2 separate regions of the Dromaius novaehollandiae genome follow, and region 2 is linked to region 1. A link is a contact called in public Hi-C data. All regions are on one chromosome and are shown on one strand. Each heading gives the region's core, a stretch centred on a gene start, on an enhancer-like site or on the middle of the called end of the contact. The rest is flanking DNA. Distances are from core to core; before and after follow the strand shown. Region 1 overlaps BACH2 (BTB domain and CNC homolog 2). Region 2 holds the start of BACH2 (BTB domain and CNC homolog 2).

Region 1 (4,029 bases), core at 495-2,994:
AACATAAATGAAACAAGCTACGATGTTAAACAGTTCTGTAAAACCCCAGCAGCTCAAACAACCGTCCCATTCCTGTAAATGTGTAACGTTGTGATCAGGACACTTGAAATTGCACTTGCTTCTTCTATCACAAAGTGTTTAGAAAGACAAATCTCAGAACCGTCTAGGTGGCTCCTCTAAAAGAAAGAAAAATGAACAGCAAAGATGTCCTGGAAAGGACTGGTCAGCGGTGCTACAGGGACTGTCACCTCCTTGGACACTCACTGGTGCTGTCTGCACCCTGCAATGGGACACGGTGACCAGCCACAGAGCTGGGCCACTGTCACCCCCACTGCAGTCGTATTGAGCCACAGCACACCAGCCCCAAATCACATTTCCAGCCCTGAACAACTTGGGCATGTACTCCTGCATGGCACCGACCTGCAGGAAAGCCAACTTCCCCAAAAAAGTGGATAGAAGAAACCTTTCACCTACTTCACACACAACCAATTTACCAGCAGATGATGTTCTGTGACATTAATTCTGGCACTGATAACACTCTGGGACCCAAATCAAGACCAACAGGGTCCAAACTCCAGGGGAACTCAGAAGCTGCGTGAGATAACAGAGGGCCAGAGTCCAGCAGGCTCACTCCCACCAAGCCACTCCACGGAAACGAAAACCCACACACCACAGAAGAGCCCAACCGGCTCTCTGGAGGGTTGAGTGCCCGAATGTGGCCCCTTGGCGCATCACCCAGCTACCTTATCAGGTGCTTTCTGAAGAAAAACCCAGCAAGCACTGTGTGTTCTGATACGGCAAGGGAGGAGAGACCAGTCTGAACAGCGGTTAGGATAACAAAGGCAAACTAAGAGTTTCATGAATGGAGAGAGATTCAATGTAAAGCTTAAACAGAGGCAAATGACAGAAAGCAGTACATTGCAGAATGCTGTATGTCTCTCCCGTTGTTTTAACGGCAGCCAAGGTGCTAAAACCAGGTAGAGTGACTTATAAAAGAACTTGCTGCTGCCTCATTTAACATATCCTACACTGAAGTTTCCACAGTAGCTATCCTGCAGGATTGCAGGCTACATACCCCAAGTTACTGCATAATACATTGTTTAATGAGACTGCAATGTCTTTTCGTACATTGGCAACAACTTTTACAAATTCAATCGTAAAACAAAATCTGAACTGAAGCTTTGATGTGATGTTTATCTTTACATTGCTCAGGAGAACACAATATCACCTTATGGAGCAGTCATTTCCTCACCCTCTTTTGACCTCCTAGCAGTTCTAATCAAAATGCCCTGCAAAAGTGCACAAGTGTCACCAGCAGTCCCAGAGAGAAAACTTGCTCGGCATAGTGCAGAAAATCTTCCAAGGAGGAAACCAGCAGCAAAACCTGGAGTGGAGCAAACCCCTCCCAGTTCTGCCCCAACCCTGAACACATCTGTCAGCAGTGGCGTGCTGAGACTGACCCCTGCAGCCCACTCGTTTGCTCCTTCCATGAACGTTCCTTCTTTCATCCACGCTCTCCTGCACACATACACAGACTTTCGGGGGAAATTGTCAATGGTCCCCTATATCCTTCTCATTTGACTCTTTTCAGGCCTGCTTCTGCTGCAGCATCTCCACACAATTAGCCAATTACGACAGCTAATTAGTCATCAAAACCCAAAAGGCTGGCCTCCTGCCCTCTCCACTGTACCACGCTGCGCATTAGCCCTTGCTGAGCAAGCAGCACACAGCGGCGGAAATCCGGCCTTCTCTCCTCAACCCACTCCCTGCTCTCTTTCACTCCTCATAAATGCAGCACTTCATAAGAGGGCCAGACTGCCAATAACCTTGGTATTTCCAGGCAGCACAGCTGCGTGTGGCAGCTTCAGGGCTTCTATAGTGAGGTGCTACGCAGAATATCCCAGACTTCCACGGAGACTCCTCTCCCCTGCCTTCATTTTCTCTCTTGGCATCTCCCCAGCTTGGTACATAGGGGCAAACAAGACTACCAGCACAGCACAATAGGGATTAGGATGCCAGAGGCTCTCCAGGCTGTTCAGCCCTCCCTTACAGCTAAGCAGGAAAACGCCGAACTAAAGGAATCACACATGTCTGTCCTGAAAGGCATCTTCCAGAGCCTGGGACGTGGTAAGAAAAAAGAGCAAGGGATGAATAAAGTTGTGCCTGCTCCTATCTCTTTTCAGCCCTATCTCAAAACTAAGCCCACTTGGTTCAATCCTGGGCACTCACAGGACTTGAAACCCCCAGACTAGCACTAACTGCTCCCCACTCTAAAACAGAAGTCATCAGCGGAGCATTTGAGGTTTCCTAGAGAAGACAGACATGTGATTTCACCTTGATGTTCACACAGCTCCCTAATGGAGTTCTGTGAAAACATCCGTTCCTTTTTCCTGCTTCTGTGCTCTACAGCACATCTCAATGAATTAAGTATTCTCTCAAATTAGTCACTTCACACAGACAGTATTTTCAATCACAGTTAACCAGTTATCACCGCAGCATTTCCACCCGGCCCACCTCTAGTTCTAAAGCAGGCCTTCCTTCTCCTCTCTCTCACAGGAGAGCTACATAGAAATTCACAGTTTGCTCTTCAGTCATAGGCTGTCCCCTTCATGTTCCCCTACCGGTCCTGTAAACTAAGGGATAGCTTCGCTCAGAAACAGCTTGTGCAACTGTGTGCTAGAGCACTCCCACGAGTGAAGTGGGGTCAGTCAGGAAATACCATCTCAGTTGTCAGTGAACAGGGAGGAAAAACCCATTACCTGCCAGTAAAGACACACACACACACACACACACACACACACACACACACACACACACACACACACACGACTTGAGTACTATTTCCAGAGCTGAGGGTAACCAGCTACACAACTCTGTCCAAGTCATTTCACACCTCTGCCTCCTCCCACTCTGTCTGTCTCCTCTGCCTAGCCTGTAAGCAGTTTGAAGCAAGGGCTCTTCCACGGTTTGGACTGCCCAACGCTCAGCGTCACTGAAGGCACAGCTTCGGGTTGCTATAACATAACAACAAAAAGCAGAACTGGAACCACCTCAGCAAACTAAGGGTGAAAAATGGTGCTTTGTGTCCCCTCAGGTAGGTAAAGAGAGAGAGGCAAAGAGGACACTGTTAGCATTCCTAAGCACATAAATTTGCCCTCATCACTCAGCAGCTTGCTATTGCTTAATACTGAAATTTTGATAAGTGCCAAACATTTGGGAGGTCAAACAGCTATTTATGCAAAGTGAACCACACGCAGTCAGCTGACGAGGGAATAAATAGAAATTACTCTTTGCCTCTATAAACAAAGCAAGGCCTGGGAAAACGCCAAGTCACTTGAGAGAACAAAAGGGGTGATTAAATCGGATCACAACGACTGTCATATATGTACTTATCTTAAATCCCTACCTCATGCCCTCTGTCTTGCACAGGACATGATTCACTGTCTGCTTCTGAGAATGACCCAGACTCATCGCTGGAGTTTGTTCCATAGGATGGCTCACATTTAATCTGGGCTCGCACCGGGTTGTACATTCCATCACCCACCACACCGGGCTCCTGGTGCTCGGGCGCCAGGAACCGCGGGCCTTGGGAGCAAGGGGAGGAGGAGAGCTCGCAAAGACGCAGGCTACATGGCGAACCGCCGCTGCCGTCCTCCGCGTACGAGTAGGAAGAGCACGAGCTGGAGGTCCTGGTTCTGGTTTCCAAAGGAGGAGAGCGAGGGCAAACTTTAATTGGCACTGGACAGCTGGTGTTCGGCCGCATCCTTCCTGGCAAGTGATCAGCTGTCAGTCCGCTGTGGGAATAGGTCTGAGAGCTAGGGAGAGATTGGCTACTGCCAGCCCACAGACCCTTTGGCACAGTCTCAGTGAGGTCTTTGTCCAAGCTGCTCACACCAGAATATGAATGCACCGAAGTGTTTACTTGGTCACAAGCGTTTGAAGAGAATATAACACTCCTCCTGTCCAGTTCCCCTTCCTGCTTACAGAGAGTTTCAAAACCAGGCCCCCTGAGAGGCGATCCCACCGTGA
Region 2 (3,971 bases), core at 430-2,929, 180 kb after region 1:
GCACAATCTCAGACAAATCTCAGCCTCAAAAAAAAAAAAAAAAAAAAAAAAAAAAAAAAACCACCACACACGCTTGCTTTTAGTGCAAGCCTTGGAACACCAATTAAAACCTGCACAAGTTTAGTGACAGTTCCGAAGTCTCAGAAAATGGGTTTTCATCACGAAAACGCTGGTGCGTCTACAGCTAGAGCAAACAGCAACGCTGTAATTTTGCGATCTTTCCAACATCCTAAAGAGTAATTCTAATAAGGTGTCACCCCTGCCTCACGTTTGTTATTATCCTGAAGAATGAAAAAGGCAGTTTACTTCAGCGCTGCCAGGGCGTCGGTAATAAGGGCACAGTGATCTCACGATAACTGAGGCGTTTTAAGCAAGGCACCCGCCGCATTACAAAAATAGCCTGCTCCACAAAAGGAGAGGCATGATTTCACACTTCGCGTCGTTCATGACAGCCAGCGTCTTCGCAGCTAACCGCCTTTGCCTACACGCGACGTTTTAATGATCCAAGAAACTGCTATCGGAGTTAACATCTCCCTCCGAACCTATAAAAAAACAGGGGAAAAGGGAAGAAAAAAAAAAACCCACCGCGCACGGCGGGGCAGAGCGGTGCCTGCAGGGGCCGGAGGCGGCGGGAGCCCCCGGTACTTAACCGCGCTCAGCGCGAAGGGCGCCGGGGGCTGCGCGCACGCTGCGCGCTGCCGCCGCCTCCCGCGCTGCGCGGCCGCACACGCACACACACATATGCACACACACACGCGCACACGCACGCACACATATGCACACACACACGCACACACACACATGCACACTTCGGCGCCTTTGGCGCACTCCCCGCCCCGCGCAAACAGCCGCGCAGCGCGGGAGGCACCGAACCGGCCCGGGACCCCCCGCGCACCCGCGGCCGCCTCGCGCAGCACCGCGAACAGGCGCACTCACCTCGCCGCCGCGCAACTTTCGCGGGTCGCCGCTCGCTGCAGCCGGGCGGGGGGCGGAGCGGGGGGGGGGGGGGAGAAGCTTGTTGTGGCTTTTTGGAGGGGAAGGGGGGCTGCTCTGGTTGCTGCTGCTCTTGTTTCGGAAATTCTTATTAATATTTCTCTGCGGTCAGAAACCTACAGCCGCCCTCCCCCCCCAAAAAAGGGGGAAAAGAAAAAAGCCACCCAAACGCAGCCGCTCATCACATGGCGATTGCTTTGAACCAGCTGCTTCCAGAGCCAAAGTCTTGCGGAGAAAAATAAAGGGGGAAGGGCGGGCGGGGGGCCGGAGGAGGAGAGAAACCCGCAGCGGAGGAGGCGGGGGGCGCAGCAGGCGCTGCCGGAGCGGCACCCGGGGCCGGCGGCGGCCGCGCACGGCGGTGGCAGCTCGGTGCCCCCTGGCCGCCCGGCGGAGCGGGAGGAGGAGGAGGAAAAGGAGGAGGAGGACGTGGAGGCGGCGGTGCTGCCGCTGCCGCTGCTGCCCCCGCTCTGCGGGCTGCCCGCGCCCCGCCGCCGCCTCGCGCGCGCCCCGGCGCAACGCCGCCTCCTCCCCTCAATCGCTACATTGTTGACATTCGCAGGCTGACATCATCCTCCCCGCCCCGCCGCCCCGCTCCATTCACAACAACGCTACGCCAACGGCGCAGCGCCCGCTCCCTCGGCGGCCGCGGCCCCTACGCACGGAAAGCGGCGTACGGCCGCTCCGCGAATAGCGGCGCCGCTTGACATTCCACCCGCCCCGCCCCGCCCCTCCCCGCCGGCGGGAGGCGGGAGGCGCATGCGCGGCGCGGGCTCGGCCCCCTCCCTCCCTCCGGCGCTTTCCCAGCGCGGCCGGCGGGAGCGGGTGTGTGTCTGTGTGTGTGTGTGCGTGCGTGCCTGCGCGCGTGCCGGCCCCCGTGTTTGGCCTCGCGCCGCCGGCCGCGGGGGGCTCTGGGAGTCGTAGTTCGCCGCGAGGGGCCGTTGGGGGCGGCGCGCAGCCTCGCCGACAGCCATGGCGGCGGGGGCGGCCGGCGGCGGCGTGAGGTGTGGTGTGCGCGAAGCGCCTCTCCGGGGGCAGGTCGGGGCCCGGGGGCAGGTCGGGGCCCGGGGGAGAGGCGTCGCGGTGCCCCACGGCGGGGAGCCGGGCCCGGCGCTGCGGCCGGCAGGTTTGACGGGCAGGGCAGAAAATACCCCCTCGCTCATGCTCCAGCGTGACATTGGCGTCTCGGCGCTGATCCTGGTGATATTTTACGCGCTCCGCCCCCGGAGAAACCTCATCCTACTTACACTGCCAACCGCAAGCGTCCAGCAATCGTGAGTCAGCCCTGCCAAACATCGCAAGCAGAGATAAGTGCTCCCGAGATTAATAAACGAAAATAGCCCCCCGACAGTCTTCCCAGCACAGGATCACGATTTGTCCTTTGCCTCGTCTCGGAGGGTGCAAGGTGCGTGGTTTCCAGCCCTTTCCCCATCCCAAAGCCTGGCACCGTGGTTCCTTTTACGAATCGGAAAGCTGGGGATTCCTACGAGTTACCTTGATTCCAGCAGCCAGTGCTTTTGAGAAAGACCCCAAATGTCATGAGACATGAAATGCAATTGTGAGAGTTGGTAAATGACTAAACTGAATTGTATAAGCCCAAGTTATTCAACCGGGTTAGGACAGAAAAACATAAAGATGAAAGAGTGCTGATAAAACGGAAAGTTAGAAAATAAATGATTCACAATGGGGGCTGTGAGTGAGATTATCTCTGGAGGCATCTCTAATTAAAGGGCATTGGATAACTAGAGGGTTACATTTTCTTGGGTCAGTGGTCTTGAAAAAGAAATTGCAGTTGCAGTAAATGTCAATAAAAAATGATGGTGACCTACTGCTAGCAAAAGCATATTTAGTAATTAATGTATATGTTTGGGTTTTTTTTCTGTGCTTATGTCAGTTTTTATCGTGTATTTTCATTCCCTTTCCCCCCCTTTCACTATAGACAGGTGACGCACGGTGTTTTACAAATCTTCTTTCAGCGAGGAGCAGTTTCAATGAAGTCATTTCACTGATGTCTTCTTCTGAATTATGGCTTCTGCATCGGGCTACCTGCATTTTCAAAGTCTAGCTGACTACGGAAAGCTATGCAAATACTGCATATCAACACAGAAACAACTTTTCATATCTAATGTCAGACACATTGTCACTTTTCAAAAGCTTAGTTCTCCCTTGGCTTGCATTTAGCATGGCTGTATGCTTGTGTAAAGTGAAAAGCATTCTCAGTTAGTAGCATTTTACACCTACTTTTCATAGCTACATGTGGCTGCATAATAGCACTCCACTGGAGAATTTGACTCATAAACTTATATTTCCTTTTCCAAGTAATGCTTATATAAAACCTTGCTCACAAGTGCCATTTAGGTTCTGGTTTCTCAGACATATGTAGCATTAAGCACATCAAAAGTCCTACAGTATGTAAGGGGATTTGTCTTGTGTTGAAAAGCTGGCAAGGCTGAGTCTCGTTGCCTTGCTTGTCCTAGAGACACAAAAATAATTTTTTATTGGGACGAGATAAAAATACTACATTCAGAAGGACTGAGAGATAAAAATAAAAGGCATGCAGCATTTGTAATGCTTTAGTTAGCACTTTGCATGCCCATTATACCACTGCATTCAAAGTGCACATATTCTGTTATTTACAACACACTGCAGGAGGTAAAGCCGCAAGTGAGTCAAAGTTGGTCAAACAGAAAACAAAAAAGTCTGTATAAACCTCTGTCCATAGCACCTATTTCTGAAAAGTGCAATAATTAGCATTTATTTCACTGGCCGATATTTTAAATTGGATGTTACAATATGACTTAAAGTAAGTGTAAAAAGGAAAATTGTCCCTTTTAGATCTTATAATTATTGGTACCCCGTGATCAAAGTTCCAGTGACTTTGGTGTAAACAAGATCACTCTTGAGCAGGATGGAAATCAGCACAGAGTGAAAGAAGCTAGGGCCAGGTAGGAACTGCACACACAGGCTTTTCGAAATCTCAG

What was found. A called contact is a pair of places that touch in the nucleus more often than the background predicts.
Region 2: a Hi-C map of ovary shows a contact between it and region 1, with 2.4 times the contacts expected there. The contact joins the promoter of BACH2 here to the enhancer-like site in region 1. A contact is called at or near these places in 3 of 4 Hi-C or Micro-C datasets (brain, liver and ovary).

What each region holds. Positions count from the first base shown.
Region 1 is chr3:41,513,152-41,517,180 of bDroNov1.hap1, forward strand. It overlaps BACH2 (BTB domain and CNC homolog 2), which reads right to left. Exons shown (of 7, transcript XM_064508786.1): 5 at 3,407-4,029. Among named protein-coding and RNA genes, the nearest start is that of GJA10, 32 kb to the left of the region's middle. Within about 2 kb of position 1,745, at least 2 of the 2 cell types and tissues checked have open chromatin away from gene starts, as enhancers often do.
Region 2 is chr3:41,692,239-41,696,209 of bDroNov1.hap1, forward strand. BACH2 (BTB domain and CNC homolog 2) reads right to left here and starts at 1,680. Exons shown (of 7, transcript XM_064508786.1): 1 at 937-1,680. LOC135327842 (a long non-coding RNA gene) reads left to right here and starts at 1,892. Exons shown (of 3, transcript XR_010388286.1): 1 at 1,892-2,395.